Linked DNA regions of Rattus norvegicus: region 2 is linked to region 1. A link is a contact called in public Hi-C data. All regions are on one chromosome and are shown on one strand. The core of a region is the stretch at or near the end of the contact, and the rest is flanking DNA. Distances in the headings are between cores, read along the strand shown.

Region 1 (4,819 bases), core at 56-2,555:
TCTTCAATAAGAGGATTCTCATAGTCCTGACTCTGCCACTCTTCCTTAGTTTAAAGATACCATCTACTCCCTACACTCTCCTGGGCCTTCCTTACTTGTTTCAATGTATTTCTTTTTGCTTGGCTATTTGGCCTGGTTAAACTCAGGATCGCAGGACACCTGGTCTGGGAGTCCCTCCCATTGAAGGACTTTTAGGGCTCTTGAGAACACTCAGGTGACAGACCCTCTGCTTCACCAGACCTTGTGCCTGAACCTTTCTGGGCAGGCCATCCTAGCAAGTTACCCAGCCCCAGGCTCCTCCCATTCCTCCAGCGCAACCTGGAACAGTTGCCCTCCTCTGGATTTCCCCTGGGTGAAGGACTGGGCTCCTAGGCGACTGAAGGTAGCAGGAGGCACTCTTGCAAAACGTGCCATGTAGCAGGGGCTGCAGTTGGCAGCTGTAGCCGAGGCTGCAAGCAAGGCTCCCCACCTGGGGCGGGCATCGGCCTAGCTCGGCCCGAGGACGCGGTGACAGCGGGACCCCGGGGTCGCCGGTGCGGAGCGGAGAGCGTAGGAGGAGGCGACGGACGCGCACACGCCTGCAGCGGCCAACGCTTAGGCTCCTGCCATCAGCCCCCTCTCCCGCCTCTCGCCCCAGAAATGAGCTGGAGCATCGCCGGTTTGATTCCAGAGCCCGAATCGGGTGGGTTCTTTTGTTTCTTTGTTTTAATGACAGTTGCCAGCCCTTGGGCATGTCATGCGCAATTAATTTCCTGCTTCCTTTCAAGGCAGCTGGGGTGAATTTTTTTTTCCTGCATCATCCTTTGGGGGATGGTTGTTTATGATGTGACGTCAGCGAATTGATTTTTCTCTCGTGAATGAGAGGAAGAGACACACAAGGAGAGACACAGAGACCTAGACAGAGAGACAGGGAGGGGGGTGGAGGGGCAGAGAGACAGAAAGATAAAGAGAGCGCGAGCCAGCCACAGATGACAGATGTGCGCAGAGGCCAGGCGCTGACATTTGAAATTCCTTCAGGGGTTGAAATGGGAATGTAAAAGTGTGTTGCCAAGACCTGGAATTACTAAGAAGTGTTTTCTTAAAAAATAAATAAAAGAGAGGGAAACGAAAAGAATAATTCCCTGGGCAGCTCAGCCTCCTGGGCTTCTTTCTTGCTGGCATCCCCTGTCAGGGTTGCAGTTCAGATTATAGGACACCCGGGAGCTGCAATAGGCTTGCGAGGACCGCGAGGAGGGGCGGGGGAAGTGCGTCACCAGGTGGGGAAGGGGCTGTGTGTTTGGAGAGAAGCGGGAGGTGGTGGGGGTGGCGAGCAATGGGGACGGGAAATGGGTTCCGTGCGCTCTCCGGGGGTATTGTGTCAGGAGATGCAGGCTGGCTACCATGTGACGCGGTCCAGAGCTGAAGGGATTGGCCGAGGCAGCGCAGGCGGTGCAGCTCGCCGGCTTGCTGTTCCTCTGCCTTTCTCTCTCAGCATCTTCCTGGGAGCCTGTAGGTGAAGCAGCGCTAGCAGCATCCATGGCCTGTCTTTCGGGTTAACACTTGTCTCCTTTGGCTTGGCAGCAAGCAGAACAGACCTCAGCGGCAGCTTTGTGAGGACTTAGCCGGGACCTGGAAGCGTATCCTCCTGTGTTTTTTCTGACTTCTTGGAAATTAAGGAATGCAATTCTGCCACCATGATGGAAGGTAGGATTCCCTCTGCTGTGGTTGGCTGACTCCAGGCAAGATTTGGGTAGACCAGTATGCATGCAGCCTGTGGTGTCTGTGTCTAGAACCTGGCTGCCAGGATTTTTGCAAGCAGATACTGCAGCTTGCTTGCAACCCGGCCCAGGTTTAGACTAATGGAATCAAACCACAGGGTTTCTGTCTAGCTCAGAACCTCCACAGCTCCCAGCCCCTTTGAAAAGAGAAAAGCCTAAGTGTTTGCAGGAAGCCAAGACAGCTAAGAAGCTCTCAGACCAAACAAGTTGGGAGAGAAGATAAGGGGGTTTTGTGGTAGGTTTGTGAAAGCACGCCGGTTAAATCTTTGCAATGGAAAGTAATTTTCCGAAATTGATATTAGACAGAAGAGGTCATCGACAGAGTTATCCACGCTGGCGTTTTCAGTGAACTGCTTACATATCTTACAAGATATTCTGACCTCTGGGGTTTGCGTTATAATATTGGAGTGAGGGATGCAACAAATTTGATTCATAAACTGGAATTTTATGGGGGGCTGTCACTGCAGCAGAGTGAGCGATCTAAGAAAAATACCTGGGCCTCTTGACTCCTTCATCAAGATCAGACCAGTTCAGAGAGGAAATGGCTCTGAGTTAAGCATCAAATGATTGGTTACTGATTATCTTACTGCATTTAATACTAAGTGTGAGGAGGGACTTCCCCTGGGAGATGCTATTTAAACTACATATTATTCTACTAACTCGCCCTTTCCAGTCTAAGAGAGTGACAGCCAACATCACCTCAGAAAAAGCAACAAATTGGTCAGAGAAGAAGCAGGCAGCTCTACACTGGCTTTGATTTTCTGTTTTCACAGTACAGGATGGTATAAAACTCCTGGCCTTTCCTAAGATGACAGGCAGAAATTTTGTACCCAGGTTAGATTTTATAATGCAGAATCCAGTGCATAACAAGTCTCAGATTAGCCACAGAAATGGCAGAGGGACCACCTAACGCCAAGTTCTGTCCTATCAGTTACCAATGGTCTGTCCAATGGTCAGTTACTAGTGGACCTGAGAAATTTACCAAACTGAAATAAAGGAAGATGGCTTCAACAGCACCTACAGTGAAGCCTGTACTCAAGTGGCAGAAAGTCTCTCTCTCTTTCTGTCTCTCTCTCTCTCTCTCTCTCTCTCTCTCTCTCTCTCTCTCTCTCTCTCTCTCTCCATCTCCTCCCTTCCCCCTCCCTCTGTCATCATGTCAAATGTCATTAGTGTGACTCTAGGGAGAAAAGAATTCTGGGGTAGAAGCTCACACACAGATTTGGGGGAAATAGCTTTAAATGGAGGCAGTGTATCATTCTGTTTAAAGCCTGGTCTTGTATTCAGAGAGCTAAGTGAGATTGTTAAGATTCTATGACTAAATCAATTTTAGTTAATTCCAAATGAACTTAATCTTTCACTAGCAAGGCAAGACAAACAGAAAGAGTATAACTTGAGTACTTTTCAATTCAAAGCCCACATGATGTGTCCTCATCAGGAAAAAAAAAACGTGTCTATAGAAAGTGTACCGTTTTTAAAGCTAAATTTTACAAAGGATGTGTTGAAATACATCTGCTTATATTCTGATTCAATTCTAACCTTCCATGGGAAATTTGAGGACCTTTCCTTTCACTTCTGGGCTTGAAACTATCCTGTGAGTTCTTTGGAGGTGGTAGCATTTCCTGATGCTCATTAGTGGTCCCCCTGGTAATCAGGTCTGTTGTGCCATCCGGAACATCAGCTCGAAGCCCTGAGATAAGCTTATCTGAGCTGCAGAAACTGAAACGGGAACTCTAACAAAGACCGGTGTTGAGCTGAAGTAGCCCTGTGGCTAGCTTGCCCAATTTATCTAATGGAGGATGTTATCTTCACACCAGTAGAATCAGAGATGACAGTAGGGTTACAGCTGCTTCTAATGAACCTCTGCAGGAGCAACTAGACAGGCGTGCCCAGTGCTTTCCAATTCTGTGTGAAACTCATGAATGTTTTCTATTCGCAAGTCCCATTTAAATGGTCTCCTATTAATTTGTTCAGTGACCTTGGAAAAACAGGTAGGACCCTTAACCAGAAACCTATTTCCCAGTCAGTGGCTCTCCAACTATATTGCCAGTCTTTTTACCAATGCCTGTGTCTATTTCTGATAGTGCAGCCCAGAATTCTCTGTTCTAAATTTCTTTTACTCCGAAGATGTGTTATAGCAGTCGTGTCCACTGACTCTCTAGAATTCCTCTATAGAGTTCACCTCTAGAGAATTCCGGGCTATTGCCACAGTAACCTTGGGAAGATGAGAAAGCCCCAAAAGGTGCCCAAAATGCTGCCATGGACGCTCTCTGCTGACATGCCATGTGTGTACTGTGAGATTGCATCCCCAAGCATTTGCATAGTTAGTCTGTTCTTAGCCAGAGCCTGTGTGCCATATACACATGGTCACACACGCATGTGCAGTCATGGACATAAACACAGTTCTAGAGAGGCTGTAGTTGAGACTTCTGTGTTCGCGTGCGTGCACACTGCTATATCGCTGCGGTGTTTCTGTCTGCTGCTTGGAGAAAGCATGGTAGGGCAACTTTTCAGCCTCTCCTCTACTTTGTGGGAAACAAGAATAAATATATATTTAGCAGAGTGGCTTATGGTTCAGATTCATGTCTCAGTTTTATTGGAACAGGATATAGGCTTCATTTATCCAGTATCTTTTGGAAGGCCTGGTCTTGGATGAGGAATAGTACCACCTCCTTCTTGTTCCAATTCTGAGAGCCAACTTCATAGCTGCAGGGTCCGGTCCTTCAACAGATCACCACCACTATGTGGCCCCATGGCTTTATTTCAGGTATCCTCACAAAAGCAGCATCTTTCAAGAGTCTTTATTTGTTGCTTCCTGAATTATTTATAATTTTTGGCCATGTTTGGCTTTGGGTTGTTTCTTTGCTGAGAAAACCCACATGATGATGTTTGGATTTGGTATGGAAGTGAAGGTGGTGAGCAAAAGGAGCTTTGCTGTGTCGGTGTGCATTGCCCAGGCTAAGATGCAGTCCTGTGCTTAGGCAGGGAGTCAGGGTTATTCTTTGATACATTGTTATTAAAAATCTTAAGTGGCATTTCCTAAGATAACTGAAAGTAAGCTAAGG
Region 2 (5,357 bases), core at 965-3,464, 150 kb after region 1:
CATGTGCAGGATCAATTGCCTTGTGTTAGCATCTTAGAGTTTAGCAAACTCAGAAGCACTTTCAGTTTGAGATGTTATAAGTACCTTGCAAGATAGAATATTTATAACTCTTTGAGACACAATACTGAGTCTCAGAGAGGTAAAGATCCCACTCATAGCTGAGAAAAGGGTATCAAGGGCCAGAACTCAGCCTTTTCACCCAGTCATATTTCCCTGGTGACAGTCCTCAGTCCAAGCATTACTGAAAGGGGGTCTTGAATTTCTCTTCTGAAGCTTATGTTTGCCTGAGTTTAATTCAGACTATAGACACATGAACAAACATTTTGGAACACTCCTATAACAAAAGATCGTCCTAAGGCTAGATGAAACACCCATCCCCCAAAAAACTTCCATGAAAACTTCCTGCAAAGCTCTACTGTTTAAGATGTCTCTCTCTATGCTGTCAGTTCTATCCTCTAAGAATATGTTAGGCATAACATCTACTTAGTATGAAAGAGAAACTTTGTAAGTGGGCCTGTCAAACACGCTTCATTTTTAAAGAGAATATTTACCAAATACTAAGAACATTTAGATTAAAATGTGTGCAAGATGTCAAGGTGCGGGAGGGGAGCAGATTGTAGCAGTCCACAGTCTATCTGAGCACCATTTGTGCCTTATGATCATGGACACGTCACTAAAAGAACTTCAGTCTTCACTGGGATGCTAAGAGGGCCTATTCTCAAAGCTGGCATGAGGATAATGCCACATATGTAACACACTAGCACAGTTCCTGGCCAAATGAAGCAAGAGTAACAGTAGAATGAAGGTATATAGTTGGTGGTGGTAAGGAAGGACAGTAACTGTGTCTCCACACTTAGGAGATTTAAGCACCACAGAGACAAGGCTCAAGAGTCCACTCTTTAAACAAGAGAAGCAAGACTTGCCCCCAGAGGCTCTCTTGAGATGAAAAATGATTCTGAGATGGATTTTGCTTCTCAGATTCAAAGTTCTTTGAGAATCTCAAGACCTTGACTGAGGTGCTGGTCTAGGACTCGGGTGGTTTTGGTTTTATGTTTTGCTGTGTAAAGGGAGGGTGGAGAAGGTTGGAGGATATAGAGGTGGGGATGGATGGCTGTGGAGGCAGCTGGTAAGATAGGGGTTATGGAAGTGGTGGTGTGCAGAGGCAACTAGGAGAATGAAGACTGTGGGAGCTGGGGGTGGAGGTGGGAGTGTGGAGGGAGCTGGGGGAGAAGTGTAGAGGCAGAGGAGTGTTTTTCTAAAGCAAGATTTCCTGGAATTTCCTTGGCATGATTTTACAAGCTGCTGCTTCTAACCAAGTGACAGTTCTGAACGGGAACTGTCTGAACATTGATTTCACCTCCAGGTTTGGAACCAGGTAGTTCTCCATGCATCCCAGACTTATGACCGAAGCCAGACAGGTCCCTGAGCACCAAGCTCGGTGTGCATGCCAGCCTCTGTGTGTCACCTGTGTTTCCTGTGCTTGCCATGGACAACCAGAAACGTAAATCCAAGAGACTTCTCCAAAACCACCAGACACAATCAGTAACGACCCCTACTTTAACAGGCTCCTAAGGCCATTCCTTCCAAAGCACTTGCTGTGTTTCCATTATAAAGATTCAACACACAAAGGACGCATGTCCTTTATTCACAACACATATGAAGTGAGCACTCAGGTTTGACATACCCTCGACAGCATAATTCTCTTACCTGTGTTTAAAAAAGGAAAAATCTAATGTGGAGAAAGCATTCCCCTTCCTTTGAGTTTAAACTTCCAATTTCAACATGGGCATAAATTCTGACTGTACATCAAAAACAAGAAAATGTATCATAAGTCCTGTGTGTACATGATCAAAACGAAGCCCCTCTCCTGACCAGCCAAGAGTCCCCCCCACGTTCACCTTCCATCAAGGATTTACCTTTCACTGGGTGTCACATGACAACACAGTACCAAGCTTCAGCTTCTGCCATCAGCCATAGTTCGACTGAGGAACTTTTTTCTTTACTGAAAGAAAAAGAGATGTGTTGTGCAAAAGGTTTAGCATAGTAAGTGCAAAGAAGAAGGGAAAAATTTGCATCCGTGCCAGACGTTGCCCTGTGTGCTTCCACATTCTGGCTGCCTGTGTTTTCTGCTGCTTCTAACGCCCGTCTGTTTTCCAGGTGCATCTTCTCCTGCTCGGCCAGCCACCCCCTTAGTCCCTTGCAGCAGCACCACTCCGCCTCCACCTCCTCCCCGGCCTCCATCCCGGCCAAAGCTACCTCCGGGAAAGCCTGGAGTTGGAGATGTGGTATGTTCCTCCCTGCCCTAACTTGCTCAGAATGAGATCCCTAAGTCCCTTAACACGAGCCATCTCAACCTTAGGTCTAAGTATTACAGCACGCACACAAATGCCCATCGCAAGGGCCAGTTGGAAAGGAGTTGCTGCTGTGCGAGAAGGCCTTTCCCACCCTCCTCAGATTTCTCCCAGCTTTCAAGTCAGGCTTTAAAATGGTAGAAATTGGGTGCTTGGGCCGTCAGCTCTGAGGCAGCAGCCAGAGGCAAACGCAGATAGTCTTGTGAATCTTCAGCGAAAAAGAGGTAATTCTTTTTACAATAATTGGCTTAGTTGCTAGAAAACTGAGAAAGAGAAAATGATTCCTGGGCTGGAGAGATGGCTCAGTAGTTAAGAGCACTGACTCCTCTTCTAGAAGTCCTGATTTCAAATTCCAGCACCCCCCAGGATGGCTCACAACCATCTGTAATGGCATCTGATTCTCTCTTCTGGTGTATGAAAAGGCCCAGCATTCATATATATTAAATATATAAGTAAATATTAAAAAGCGATTCTGCTTTCTGACTCCAGAAGCCAGATAAATAAGCAGCAGAGATTTGGCGACATAAATGTAGAGTGGTACCCAGTAGATGCGCTACAGATGCTTTCTTCAATTTTATCCAAAGATTGAGGTGTGGGAATGGTCTTCTCAGTGGTTCAGTGAAGAAGCTTGTGGCATAAATCTCATTGACCTCTGTGCAATTGTCACAGAATGACTAGGATCATAACCTTCAGATGCTGTCTTGAATTTAGGTGCACCAATTTAGGTCCTGGGCACCTATAGTCAGCGTGTGTGAGGTAGAGTGCTTACTGAGCTTGCAGGTTGGGGATTAGGGCTCCTTCCCCTAGATCCAGCATACTGGCTTTGTATAAATATAGTCCCACCCAGTGAAGACGGTGTCCCGGCTTTCAAGAACCTGGATTTTCATATTGAGAGCCAATAAAGATACAGGAACCAGGTTTGGCAGGATGGCTCAGTGATGTTTGCACTGGCTGCCAAGACCTGATTTCAATCTCTGTGTCCCACCTGGGAAAAAATTGTCATTTGGCCCTCATGTGCACTCCAGGACAGGCATACACACATGAACACAAGATAAAGTGCAATGAACATTGTAAAATACTGAACCAAGATATTATGGCTGTCTGTGTCTAACTTTCCTCTCTTTTCTTCTTCCCACAGTCCAGACCTTTTAGCCCACCCATACACTCCTCCAGCCCTCCTCCGATAGCACCCTTAGCCCGGGCTGAAAGCACTTCTTCAATATCGTCAACTAACTCATTGAGCGCAGCCACCACTCCCACAGTTGGTAAAACGATCTCTCTCTTTTTGTGTGTCTGTGGCTGTTGACTGGCTGTCCTTTATGATCTGTTTCTAGTCCTAAGTGTTTGGCTGTGTGTTTGCTACTGCCACCTGGTTCTTCTCTCGAAAGCACTTTCTCAGCTAAGGACACCAGCGCTTTAGCCATACAAATTAACAGTCTACAGAATGTGAGATTGCATGTGTTTTGTAGGAGTTTTCTATGTGATCCCACGCAGATCATCCACTCACAGCACAAGTCACCAAGGAAGGTGCTAATATTGGGATATTCCTTGTAACGAGAAGTATTCTCCTTTGAGAGAAAATGTTTAGATCGGACATAATATATATTTTTTTTAGTCTTGGAGAGTTCACTCTCTTGAACCTTTCGATTCTTCATCAGTTTTGGTTATCTAAGGTAGACATTGGCATTGGGATACTTGAGAAAGTTTTTCACATGGCTTTGCAGTGATAAGTGGTCAGTTTCCCCAGGGGCGGGAAGAACTATCATTTTCAGCAAATGCCTCTGTACCTCTCGGTGTGCACTGTGTTGAAAGTGAAGGGGTTGAGAGGGCGACTCAGAGGGAGGCTCCCCACCATCACCACCTGCCATCTTCCCCTGCTGCCTCTCTTCTTCACTGCATGCTGTCTGACCTTGGGCTTCCCCTTCCCACACCCTGTGTGACCTTACTCCCTCCCCCATTCTCTGACCTGCTCTCCAGTTCTTCCAAGCTGTAAACCAGCTGGCCCATTCTGCACTGCTTGAGGGAACCATTCACTCAGCTCAGTGACTTCCTGCTGCTACTTACGGAAGAACACATCACAGAGTCACCCATTTGAGAAGTAGCTGGATAAAGCCAGAAGCTCTCCTAGAGAATAACTGCCCATTTCCCCCCAGAAAAACAAATAAAGGCGTGCCACTAAGAACCTCAAAGGGAATTTCGGCTCTATCATATATTCTATACGTTAAGCCAGACTGCCCCCCCCCGCACCACCCCTAGCACAAACCTTCAAGTTTGGGTTAAATTAATAAATTGAAAATATAACCACTTTCCCAATTTCATGTGAATTTTTTTCCTTTTAGTTTTTCAAGACAGTCATACGTATCCCAGCTCACGTAACTTAACAGATTTTTTAGGATTTCTTATATACCTATATCTGTTCCTTTTCTATATCGATTAGGACAATTTGAGAGTTCCTGATTTTTTAACGTATATTAATAGTATTAGCTCGTTTCTGTGATTCTTTGTTTTTGTTAATTTTTGTAATTACTAACCTCCCTCCACCTTATTCTTGATTTCAGCGGTCATTTGCCCAAATCCTGTCCTAATGTTAGGCTTTCTCAAGTTCATTCATTCCATACGCTCCATTTGATTTGATTTGTTGGAAAAAGAAGGAATTAAAGTGAGTTGTCACTCAGAGCATAACCACTCTTTGCCTCAGATGGGCTGTCCAGTGTGTTCTTTCAGCTCGCTATAACTCATGGAGAAACAGAGCACATGGAATCTGAACGGTGTTCATGGTTTTGGGCAGCGTTTTTTTCTACTCCCTGCTGCAGAGATCTCCAGTTACAGCCCGAAAGATTGGTCCTCCTCAAACCTAGTGTATTTTCTTTCAAGATGAACCACAGAGGGCTTGAAAAAATAAGACAAGCAGGAAGCTGGTCAAGATGTCTCCTGCAGAGGCATATCCTCTGCTCCTTAGGTTCTGTTGTTTTGATTTGGTGTCATCTGCCTACTAAAGCCCTCACC

The links. Hi-C and Micro-C count contacts between places; a contact is called where the count stands out from the background.
Region 2: a Hi-C map of frontal cortex shows a contact between it and region 1, with 1.7 times the contacts expected there. The contact joins the enhancer-like site here to the promoter of Sgip1 in region 1. A contact is called at or near these places in 2 of 12 Hi-C or Micro-C datasets (Schwann cells and frontal cortex).

What each region holds. Positions count from the first base shown.
Region 1 is chr5:122,765,548-122,770,366 of GRCr8, forward strand. It overlaps Sgip1 (SH3GL interacting endocytic adaptor 1), which reads left to right and starts at 1,306. Exons shown (of 26, transcript NM_001376936.1): 1 at 1,306-1,683. The coding sequence starts at 1,674.
Region 2 is chr5:122,916,932-122,922,288 of GRCr8, forward strand. Sgip1 (SH3GL interacting endocytic adaptor 1) reads left to right here. Exons shown (of 26, transcript NM_001376936.1): 17 at 2,158-2,285; 18 at 3,490-3,616. Among named protein-coding and RNA genes, the nearest start is that of Dynlt5, 52 kb to the right of the region's middle. Within about 2 kb of position 2,215, at least 1 of the 93 cell types and tissues checked has an H3K27ac peak or open chromatin away from gene starts, as enhancers often do.